Linked DNA regions of Gossypium arboreum: region 2 is linked to region 1. The links are chromatin contacts, called in public Hi-C maps. All regions are on one chromosome and are shown on one strand. The core of a region is the stretch at or near the end of the contact, and the rest is flanking DNA. Distances in the headings are between cores, read along the strand shown. Region 1 has its middle 11 kb from the start of LOC108484438. Region 2 has its middle 42 kb from the start of LOC108486442.

Region 1 (6,616 bases), core at 3,172-5,671:
TGATTACTATTTTGATTTGATAGTTTTCTTGACATTAATGGGAGTGAAATAATACATTGTAATGAGTTTGGGAAAGAGTAATTTGAATCAGAAGTTCAACAATAATAACTCATTACAAGTTCCAAATATGAAAATTCTCGTAAAAGAAAATAATTCTTCTAAATGGTTATATAATGGAGACGGGTGCTCTAAAAGAGACCCAAGACATAACTAATAAGTAAAACTCAAGAAAAGATTCAGGTATCTGAAACTGAAGATTAAAATAGTGAAAATAAGAGATCTTGATAAGTTAAGTCAATTCGAGAAAATGTGAAATTGATAATAAAAGTGGTCGACAATGGTTTTGCATGCAATATTATTGTCGAAATAATGACATAAAATGAGGATTTTGAATAAATCTAGTGAGAAATATAGATATGGAATAGATTGTTCAAAATAAAAAGACGCAACTTGAGTACAATTAAATTTGTAGAGTTTTTGGACCAATAGTCCAAATATCTAAAGGTATAAAGTTTTGCAAAAGCGAAATAAAAATATGAAGTTTTTCGCTAAGTCCTGACATTGATTATGAAAAGATATAATATTCTTTTGTAGTAGATACAATAATCTTTAGATATGTTATTAAACTGGCAGTACATAAAAGATTTAACTTACATCTAATGGTTATTGTTATAACCTTTATGAACATATAATAAAGTTTATATTAAAATCCTTGAAGGATTTAGAATGCCAAAAGCATATTGAAATTATTAAGATATTGTTCACTTATATAAATTGAAATAATTAAACATATGTGGTAAATTTGACTTAATCAATAGTAGTTGAAAGAGGATTAATATAAAATGATCCAAAATACTTATTTGTATTTTATAGAGGAATCATGATTAAAGTTTGTTATAATTATTGTCGAAACTCCAGAAGAGATCAAAATATATTTTCTCAAAATTTCCCCTTACTCATGACTTTCAAAAGAATAGTGATATAAATGCTTAGCAAATTAATTCAAAAAGTTATTTGGAATACTAGTATTCAAGATTGAATACATAGAATATGTGAAAGTATGTGGTGTTTTCATGAGAGAAAGTAAATACGTGTTGTACTCTTTTCCCTTAATCGAGGTTTTGTCTTATTGGGTTTTCCAAGTAAGATTTTTAATGAGACAATATATTATGTGTATTATAGATATGTGTATTCTTTTTCTTTCACTAGTAATTTTTTTCCCATAAGGTTTTTTTTTTAATAGGGTTTTAACGTGGCACATTATCTACCAATGGACATCTAAGGGGAGTGTTATGAATATCTTATTAAGTGGATGTTCATAAGATCAAGATAAGTTTTTGATGTACTTTAAATTCTAATAGTCATTAGAAGTAAATCTCTACTTCATTTATACTTCTTATGCATGTAAATAAAGATTTTGCAAAAACTTTGTAAATATCCCGATTGATCAATAAAGATATGCCCTCTCTTCGCTTTTCTATTCTCTTTGTTCTTTACTCTCTGTCTATTTATTTTATAACAAAAAATACTTTAATGACTGAGATAGTTGGAGGTTTTCTAGCATTTAGCCTATCAAACATGATCCTAATATGTAATCTCAATCAATTCATCCAATTGTGGTCTAATCAGAGATCTAAGGACTTTTGTTGAAATGAAATATTGATTGACATGTTTTGCATTCTTTTAGATTTTTCAAATTATATAAAAATTGAAAAAATTAAAATGTATATAAATCAAAATATTATATAAAAATTTAAATAAAAATATAAAATATATATAAATTAAAAAATCAAAATATTATATAAAATGTATTTTTTTCAAAACTCTTAAATTCTGAAAATTCAAAAATATATAACTAAATTTTAAATTTCCAAAATAGACAGAGGTGATAAAAGTTTATATATAAAGTTTTGAATTTTTATAATTTTAGATATATATATATATATATATTGAATTTTTAAAATTAAAGTTTTTAACAAAATAAAATTGAATTTTTTCAATTTTATATAATATTTTGATTTTTAAATTTATAATTATGTATTTTAGATTTTTTTCTTTTAAAGCTTTTTTAATTATTTATATATTATATGATTTTTATATTTTAAACAATACATTATAAACAAAAAACAAAAAGGGAAGGGTGATGTAACACATTCCAGTAGTGCGACCAACTTGGTCAATGAGTGGTCAACACCTGTCAACTATGGTCAATGTCGATCAACAATTGATAGACGTTCAATTAATTGTAAGTAAATGAAATAACCTTAAGTGTCACGAGGCACATTTTGATTGGTTGAAAGATGCCACATGACACATTTGTGACATATTTTGACTGTCGTCACGTGATAATCGATTTTCTTTAATACTGTTGCTAGGGGTGAGGAAAACTCGAGTCGACTCGAAAAAATAAAAAAAAATTGAATTTCGAGTTAAATGAATCGAGTTATTCTAGTCAACTCGAATTTTTTTTGAATTTTGAGTTCAAATCTAGTTTAATTTTTAAATCCGAATAAACCGAATACCAAACTATAATATTTTATATTTTTACCACAAACCCCCAAAGCTTTTTACTTTCCCCCCCAAAATTTTACTCCCCCAACCCTAAAATCTTTTATTTTCCCCTAAACTTTTAATTTTCACTCTTTACCCCAAATAAAAAATCATAAAAAATCCTAAATCTAAATAGTAATAATTTTATTTATATCTACTATTTATATTATTAAATTAAATTTCACATTTTGTACAATTTATATTATTTGAATTGTTTGATCATATTAAATCATTATAAATTTATGTTAAAATTGAACTATTGATGATGCCATAAAATATTTGTGTTAAAATTTTATGTTGGTTTCAATTTCACATTTTATCTTTAAGATAAATTTTATTAAAAATCACATTTTTATATTTAATATATTTTAAATTTAAAATATATAGTGACAAAAATTAGAAGATAATTGAAGCAATATAAAATATTAATAAATAAATTATGAGGAGATGCAAGGTAATAATAAATTTGATTATGGTAGGTGATGTAGTTACAAGGATCCAATGTCATTTTTTTTAAATTTAACTCGAATAAATATATTTTATTTGAATTCCATCTCACTCGACTCGATTCGAGAAATTTCAAATTGAGTTAAGATGATAAAATAGGGTTCGTCAACTCGAAATTCTTCATTTGATTCGATCGAATACTCACCCCTAACTGTTAAAAAAAAAGAGAGGCTAAATCAAATAACAAAATTATAATTTAAGTATCAATTAGGCACAACAAACAATTTACATATTAAAATGAAAAAATAAATCTAATTTAGAAACCAAGTTGAGCGTTAAGCCATAAAAAGAAGGAATAACTTACATTAGAATGATCCTAAAAATTAAGGTCTTTAGGCACCAATAAAATTTTACCACATCATCAAATTTTAAAGATATAAAATTATTATTATACATTCATCCATAAAAAAATTATTTTTGGACTATTCCCAACACGTTATTAATGGTCTATTTCTAATTATTTAATAATATTTTAACAATTCTTTTTCATATCATTGATACATGATTTTGTAATTTTTTACCTTGAATCCCAAACCATGAATCTTAAATTTAAAATCTCAAACCCTAAATCCAAAAAACCTAAAACCCCAAACCCTTAAACTTTGAACACCAAACTTGTAACCTTGAACCCCGAACCCAGAACCCTTAAACATTGAATCTGAACCTTAAATCTTAAACTCTAAAACTTAAACTATGAATCCATACCTTGAACCTCGAGATTTGGGGTTCAAGGTTTAAAGTTTGGGATTCAATATAAAATAATTACCAAATCCATGTGTCAATTATATAAAAAAATTATACAAAAATTACTATTTTTTAAAATTGATTGCTCAAAAAATATTAACTTATGAAAAAAATAAAATGATTAAAATTTGTAATAAAAAGAAAGAAAGAAAAGATGTTTTTTTATAATTGAAAAATTAATTAATTTAAGTGATTTAATTAAAGTTAAATTAAGTTAAAAAGATACTAAATATAAATAGTGTATAATAATATTTTATTATCTTTAAAATTTATTTATATAGTATTATTTTATTGACACTTAAAATTATACTTTTAAAATAATATTTAATATAATTTATTTCCAAAAGAATATAAAACATTTAAATGATTCAACTTTAAAATAAGAATTTTTAGTGAAATGGACTCTACCCCACGTTAAATAGGGAACTTACGTATGCGAGTAATTAAAGAGCGTGTTTGATGGACGGAAAGTTTAACACTTCCATGTCACTTTTACCATTGAAGGTTCTGGAATCAATGAATACATTTCAGACACTTGTCTTTTGCTTTTTAAAATATACCGTCAAGGTTGGGCCCGTCCCACCTTCAGCTAGACCAAGGGATGCTTCGTGGGGTCCTCAATGATTCCGCATCGTATCAGTTGTTTCGCTCTGCTTCTATTATTTCCACAATTGCGGCCTCCTCTCAGCTGTGTTGGTACAAAGATTTTAAAATTTGAATTTATTTTATTATTAATTTTAAATTCCAACACGATAATCTCAGTATAAATTTAAAACTCTTTTTGCACATGTTAAGATGAGTTTGAATAAATGATATATTTATTTATAATTAGTATAAAAATAATAATAATAATAAAATTAAATATTATAGTGTAAAATAAAAATAAGTTAAATTTATCCCTAAACTTTAAATAAATATATATATTATTATAAGTGCAAAAGAGAGTCTCACTTATAACCTCTACAAAAGGTATATAGCAATCATAGATGGTATGGTATATGAGAGCTCAATGCCCTCTTAATGCAAGTTATATGTCCAAATGTAACATTTTGTTTTGCAATTCAGCTGTTGTGCAACTTATCATATTAGTTAGCAATTTTTAATTGAAAAATCTTTAAAGCAATAATTTATTGGACTGGCGTAAAAATTTTTTTTGAAGACTTTTAACATGATTGAGGAGATCTTATTTTTAAAAGAAATTTATTCTTATAAGATCTCTATTATTTGATTCCATATTAAATATCTACTAGATCATAATTGAAGGAGTTGAATTTCACACTAATTGAAGTTTTAGTAAGCTAATGTATGCCCATTTAAACAAAGTCTTGTTATTGTATTTTGTGCAAGATTGAGAGTATTTATCTTGGTCATCGTGAGAAACATCTTTTAGCAAAATTTCATTGCAAATAATTGTTTATGTTTAGTTTTTAATTAAGGGCTTGTTTAGTAGGGCTTAAAAAAAATACTTTCAGCTTGAAAATCACTTTTCAATAAATTATGCTAAACAAGTTTTTTGGCTTTTCAAAAATATTTTTTTGAAAAATACTTTTGAGAAGGAGAAGTTAAAATTATTTTTTTAAAATAATACAAATGTGTTAATATATAATTATAAATATTTAATGGTTATATTTAAATATTTAAAAATAATTTATATATTCTAATTAAATTTTATAAATACTTAATATTTATTGCTTAAAATATTTAAAATTTATATTTCATATATTAAAATATTAACAAGTTATAATAAATTATTTTTATATATTTTTATATTCCTACTAAAATATAATAACATTAACTAATTTGAACATTATTTAAATGCATATTTGTTACTTGATAACACCATGTCTAAAATGGATATTTTATTCCTCAAAATTACTTTTTGACAATAATACTAAACACTTAAATCTTAAACCAAACTTTTCAAAAAGTACTTTTTCACGGTACTTTTTAAAAATATTACTAAACTAGCCCTAAGTTTTTAGGGGAATATAGAAAATGATTTAGTTAATGTACAAAAGTGAGGTTGCAAGTTGGTGAGTAAATTAAACTTAGATAATATATTGTACTAAAGATAATCAATCATTCCTTCCATAAAGCCCTGCAGATGTAAAAAGTCCTTTTGAACTGCATGACCAACTTCTGTGTTAATCTCTAATTTTACTTTTCCAATTGTTAAAGTCAGTTGCAACTTAACGTGAAGTTGACAAGAAAATTCAACAATCTCTCAGAATCAACATCACATGTTCAAGCCTATTAGTTAGTTTGGCTTTGATGATCGTGTAAACCAAACCCTAATCATCAACAAAAAGGAACACCGTCTGCTACCCTTAGCATTACCATTGCTAAGGATTAGCAAGCCCTACACAACAACATCAAAACACACACTAGCCTTAATGTAGCCTAGCACAAAAATATATTCATAGTTATTGGCAGACGTTTGCTCAAAATAGATCCAAATTGTTGTTCGTTCTCCATCGAGCTCACCCTTACATCCGTGGAGTAAACCATAACATGAAAACCACCCATCTTCACCAAAGAGAACCTGAACCTCAAAGAAGAATCGTCTTCAACCCCAAAATCCCAACAATCGCCCCACTAACAATTGGAGCAGAACCAGAAAAAAAAAAACCCAGAAGACAATTAGATGGAAGAATAACACACGAAAGAGGAAGGTTTTTATTGGGCATGGGGGTGGAATGGTGGCTGACTAGGTTGGTATTGCTCAACCGATGGCGTAAAGGCAAAGAGCCAAAATATCTCATTTTGTAGAGAAATGAGAGAAAAACTCTTGGCAATCACATCAAAATTCAAATTC
Region 2 (6,491 bases), core at 1,871-4,370, 36 kb after region 1:
AGTTTCTTTATCAATATGAATTATGAGTTAAGCTATTTATATAACTTTGAGAGCACCATTACTATGTCAAAAATTAGTGACAATTTATTTTACAGAATAAATTCTATTTTTTTGGAAAAAACTCATAGTTTCTAATTTTAAAGAGAATTAACTTTCCTATTAAAAGTTAAGAGAAGCTTTCACTATGTGTGGTTGGTTCATTTTGTTTAAGCTCACACTTAAAGTTATTCGAGGTTCAAATATAGTGAAGAAGGACATTTTGTAGTAAGTCAGAATCGACGTAAACCACTTCATACAAAACATAGGTATAATTTCAATTAAAGAGTTTAATCTTATAAATATCACAAGGTTTCTAAACATATTTTTCCAACACCAACATCATCCACAAATGCCTGAAACTTATATCATGAGACAATGTAATGATTTTCTAGGAGAAAGAACCCATGCGAACTCATTTGACCATAACCAGAACTAATACTTGGAGTTGACAACATTAGTGACTACATTGAAGCCGAAGTCAAAGTAGAAGTCCAAGCACAAGAAGAAGTAGATGCAGAAGGTGTAAGACTATCTAATACAGAGCATGAAGATCAACCAATTGTTCTGGCCCAACGCAGTCGCAACAGTAGAGCGTACGAGCCCCCAATCAACTCTCATAAGTTGGGTGTATACAACCGTAGACGTGAATTGCCTAAATATGCCTATGAACTGTTGGAATTGAATTACCCACCGGTCGATAACAACGGTGAACTCGTGCTTGGGCAGATGTTCCAAACAAAGGGTAGTTGTGCATAACAAAATTAAGGAGTATAACATAATGAACTCAGTGGACTACAAGGTAAAGGAGTTTAAACGATATGTTCATGCATGTAAATGCATAAAATTTTAGAATGACTGCATATGGTTGATTCAGGTAGCCTTTATCAAGAGCAAACATATGTTGATTATCCATAAGTATAATGGCTTACATACATGCGTTGCAAGCACGATATTGCAGAATCATCTTGCAAGCACGATATTGCAGAATCATCCAATGTTGGATGCCAGTGTTATATGCAATACCATTATTTCACTAGTCAAAGTAGATCCTTTGATAATCGTTTCAGTATTGCTTGTTGAGATCTTAAACGAATTCCATTATACAGTCAACAAAAAAGCATGGAAGTACGAATAAAAGGCCACAGAATGATTTTACGGCGACTGGGAGGAATCTTACAACCACCTACATAATTGGGGAGTTATGAAATTCGATATAGAAACAATTCCCACTTATGATGCTAATAATATAGTTCAGGGGGCACGATTCTTGCATCGTCCTTTTGGTTATTCAGGCCACTTGATGAAGGGTTTAAACAATGCAAACCTATTGTCAAAGTAGATTGCACTTTCTTGTATGGTTGGTACAATGAGAAGCTTATCGTTGTTGTTTCCCAAGGTGGGGCAAGGAAAACCATTCCGCTTGCATCTGCTCTGGTGAAGCAGGAGGCGCGAAAAGCATTTCCTTCAATGGTTGTAGATGTATGTAGCGTCAGTCATTGAAGAATGGTTGGGCCAAGCCACATGCGTATGATGTTTTTTACATTCGACATATTGTCCAGAATTTTTTCCAACATAAATATTATAAGCAATTGTGCCAACAAGTTGTAAATGCATGTACATACTTCATATTTAATCAAACTGTTGAACTTTTCAATCGTTGATAAAAATAAAAATAAAAACCCTTCAGGGAATTAAAGAGAAATATCCTAAAATTGAAAGCAATCATATCTCTTCTTTGTTGAAAGGTTTAATCTTTCACTCTAAAGAGCTAGAGGAGACCATTTGTTTTGGCGGTCTTTGCTCTCATCACTGAAAATTCCACGTAAAACTTCATTTAAAGTCATCTTTTATGATCCAATAATTTCACCCCCACCCTTCACCTCATTTCCTATATTAACTCTCCATTTGGATCAGATTCTATTTCCAAAAAAATGATTCACCATGATGTGGAGATTGATCATGAATGGGTTTTTTCTGCTTGATAATGGATTCCTGGATGTTACAGGTACATTTAATTTTGATGACAAAAGCGCGGTTTTGGGAACGTAAGTTCCCAAAAATGAAAATTTTGGTGGAAAAGTAAGCTGAACATGAGTTCACCAAGGTCCACTGAGGGAGCTATCCCGCACGTAATTTTTATACATAAAGAAGTTTTTTAATACTAATATTTTATATATTTTATAATTAAATTTACATAAAAATATTTTTATATATAATTAGATTCAAAATTTAAAAAACTACTATTCACAGGGTAAAAAACACATCTTTTGGATTTTTCAAAATTTTTATATTTTCATATTTTAAAATGTTTTTCATATTTTTTAAACTTTAAATTAAAATATGAAAATTAAATCTTAAATTTAAGAAAATTACGATAATCTTAACAGATTTAAACCTTTCAGATATTGATTTCAAGGTAAAAAGAAATTAAATGTGTTAAGGAGTTGAGTTTAGATTGAGTGAAAAATCAAAGATGGATGAAATAAAAGTAAGTGTGGTAAAAAAGAATTAAATCAAATATTCCAACTAAAAATCCAAAACCAAAATTAACCCTAAAAAAATAATTCAAAATAAATTATAAGTTTTCTTTAAAAAAAAAAAACTTGAAACTTTTAAATCAAATATTCCAACTAAAAACCAGCTCGATCCCTGATATGGACAAAGATATTCGCACCTTGTCATTATCAGAAAAAAAAACCGGGGCCATTATGTAAATCAGTATAATTAAGGAAAATATCAAAAAAGGAAATTAAGGGAAACCTTCAAAACGGGGGACCCATTATGTAAATCTCCAGGCTGGAACTCGGGCAGCTGCCCGACCTACCCGCCCCTTTCTCTCTCTATATATATTAGACCCTACCTTCGCCACTCTCACAAAAACCCTCGCATATTTCTTTGCTGCTTTACTAACTAAAAAGGAAAAACATTCTTTGTTTAACGCTTAAGATTCCTTTAACAACAATGGCTGCCTCAATGTCTACTCTAATGGTTGTTCTCGTCGCTGTATGCGCTCTCATGGGTTCCGCCATTGCCGCCGACGCTCCGGCTCCGAGCCCCACCTCTGGTGCCGGCTCTATCTCTCCTTCATTTGTCTCTGTTTCCGTTGCCGCCGCCGCTGTGGCTCTGCTTTTCGGATCTAGACTTCGGATCTGAATGAGGCTATCTCTGGTGTTCAGATGATGCTCTGTTTTTCTTTTATATATGTATTTTTTTCTTTTTGATTTGATTTTGAATTTGGTTTGGAATTTTAGTAGCTGTGGTAGTGGATCTAGGGAGTGATTATATTATATATATATAAATATATAAATTTATGAGAGAGAGAGAGGTAGTTATTTTATTTGTTGCACAGATTATTGATGGCTGATGTTTTGGATTTGGATTATTTTCTGTATTATTATGGATTGATGTTATAGCGAGACATTTTATTATTTATATATATTTTCAATATTGTTTCTTAATTTCTTGCATTTGTGTTTTCGTTTAGTATTTTCTTTCGTTTTCTCTGCAGCCAAACAATCGTTGCCGCATATTCCCTATCGTTAATATTATTCTGGATGTTTCTGGTTCTACTGTTTGGTCTTGATATGCTCCGAATTTTTTTCAAATTGTAAATTCAAATTACATTTCAACCATACTTTAGAGTTGAGACTCAGTAAATAACCAAATATTCCACCTGCAAATTTAATAGAATCCTGAATATAAAAATTATTTCAACTAGTAAATCGAAATTATTTTAAATAGTCTAAAATGAATAGAGTTTGAAATAATTTAATTTCGATGATTTTTTTTTTAATGAAGTAGAGCAATTAAACTTAGGGCTGAACAATCAAAATTGAAAATAATTTTATCCGGCAGCAGTTCACATGGCTAAACTCGCACTTAATAAGGAACCTGGTCTATGCAGGTTTGATTAATGATGTTTGTGGCTGTAATGCTAATAACAACCCTTGTATGAAATTAGTCATGGTATAAAAAATTAGTATGAAACAATCAAATCGAAATAATGATGATGATTCAGAATTTTAAAAATATTCTAATTGACTTAAAGTTGAACACATTTTTATTTAAACATGATGATTTGAATTTAAATTCGTAATAATTTTGTGTTTAATAGGAATTTATGGCGGGCTATGACCTTTCGTCCTCGCAAACCTACTTATTTTACCATTTTATTTATTTGACGAAATTAAAATCATACAACCTCTAACAAAAAATTTAATTGAAATAATTTTAAAAGATTTAAATTTCAAATAAGTCATTTAAATTCATCCGAAGCAAAATCAATTCCAAGTTCCAAACTCACACACGTATATTGGATGAAAATAAATAATAGGTTTATTTATTTATTTATTTTGAATTAGAGCATGTTGATTAAGGGTAGGACACGAAAGTAAGCAAAGGTCGGTGGGGGCTCATTCTGGAGTTTATTGACAGATCATAAATTCAAGTAGCTTCCAAAAGTTAAAGATGGTCCTTGCAAATATCGTTGCTTAATATGCCCATTCTTCACACCACCTTCATGCCTTTTGTTATAATTCTCCAATCATATTTTAATTACTACAAAAAAATATTCTTATATTAATTAAAGTTTTTTATTTCGAATTTCGACCAACTCGTATATTAAATTTATATATTGCCGCATAGTGAAGTTATGTAATGAGGAGATAAATTACGTGATGATTGGCAACATGTTTGTGTGGTTAAGAATGTGGATGTTGGAAATCATTTATTGCCACCTCCTTCCAATTCTTTATTAAAATGATAAATATATTTCAACTCGGATTAAAAAATGTAATTTTTACCTCGGTCTCATGATTTCAACTTTCTTTTTAAAAAAATAACATCAACCGACTGATAGATATTTGTAACTGATTTGAATTAATTTATAATAATTATGGCGAAGTTAAAATATAAAAATTAAATTGTTATAATTATTATATAATAGACAAAATGTAAGGTCAATGTGAAAGGAAAGAAACATTGGTGTGTGGGTGGTGGGGAAAACACTGGTTGGCAACTTACAAAAAGCTAAATTTTTAAAAAGGACCTTAAGTTATTTCATTTTTGCTATATAATATTCAAATAAGTTTCCTGTCTTTTTTCATTTTTACTTTAATTTAAGCAAACTTTTTATTTCAAAATTATCAAAACACTTATTTAATACAAATTCAGATCTTTTACTTTTAATATTATATAAAAATATTTGATTAATATTAATTGTTTATTGAGGAGTAAATTGAAGGTTAGGGTTTAGTAAATGAAAGTTAAAATTAAGATTTATTTACGTATAAATTACAACTTAAAAGAGTTATTTAGATGCAACAAATTTATTTAAACATAATGACAAAGTTTAATCACCTTTTTTAAAAATTTTAGCCATTCTTAATTGTTTATCTTTACTTAAGTAAACCCTTAATTGAAATGAAAAATTGATTAAAATCAATTGTTTATTGAGGTAAAATTCAAAATTTATTTGGTTATAAATTAAATTTAAAAGAATCCGTTTAGATGTAATAAAAGTTTAAAAAAGAGATTCTGAATATGAATTGTAAAATAAACATAAAAATATAAAAAATTATTTAAACACAATGGCCTAATAATATTTTAACCATTCTTGTTTTTGGAAGTAAATATTTTTTGAAATTCAGATTATATCTGTTTTTTTGGACATAATGTTTAGAACTATCCATAACACCTCTTTAATCCATAAATAGGAGAATAATATTCTTTAGTGTACTCTAACTCACGTCCTCTTATATTAACAACAATACACATACTAATTAAATTAATAATAAATATTTTAGTGATTGATTTTATTATATAATCCTGAAAAAGGTCAATTTGTAACAGCAAAGAGGGAACATGGGAGTCATATTCATATGCAAACTTTATTAGATGTTTTGTTTTCATTGGTTGGACAGATTTCGCTTCAAAAACATATGACATCACCATTGTCTTGCAATTGCAAGTTTCCAACAACGGTTTACTTACTAAATTTCCTTAGAAGTTTCTACATTTATTTTAATTTATCAAAATTTAATTTTTGCATTTATGAAAATAAAAATATAATTTACTTGTTAATAAACATATAAACTTAAATTATTAATTTTATTAATTCCTTTTATATAACTTTATGAATTATTAATTTCTAAATCTGACAGTTTAATTAGCACTGCTCAATTGAGCTAATTGAAAAATTTTATGTAATTATTAAAATTAAATTACCATCATTATAACATAATAAAAATAATTACATATTATTATTTATTATCATATGAATTTAATCTAAATTAAAATTGATCGAATATAATTATAGTTTATTGAGATTCAATTATTAAATAAAATTGAGTCAAATACGTATAAATATTCTAGTGACTAATTTTTAATTAATGATGGGTTGATTAGAAATTAATGTTAATATACAAATATATATATATATATATATATATATT

Evidence for each region. A called contact is a pair of places that touch in the nucleus more often than the background predicts.
Region 2: a contact with region 1 is called in a Hi-C map of leaf, with 2.1 times the contacts expected there. The contact joins two enhancer-like sites. A contact is called at or near these places in 2 of 5 Hi-C or Micro-C datasets (both in leaf).

Annotation. Positions count from the first base shown.
Region 1 is chr6:108,749,675-108,756,290 of ASM2569848v2, forward strand. No RefSeq gene overlaps it. Among protein-coding and RNA genes, the nearest start is that of LOC108484438, 11 kb to the left of the region's middle. Within about 2 kb of position 4,422, at least 1 of the 2 cell types and tissues checked has an H3K27ac peak or open chromatin away from gene starts, as enhancers often do. A contact at or near this core is called in leaf, where this site is marked.
Region 2 is chr6:108,786,556-108,793,046 of ASM2569848v2, forward strand. No RefSeq gene overlaps it. Among protein-coding and RNA genes, the nearest start is that of LOC108486442, 42 kb to the right of the region's middle. Within about 2 kb of position 3,121, at least 2 of the 2 cell types and tissues checked have an H3K27ac peak or open chromatin away from gene starts, as enhancers often do. A contact at or near this core is called in leaf, where this site is marked.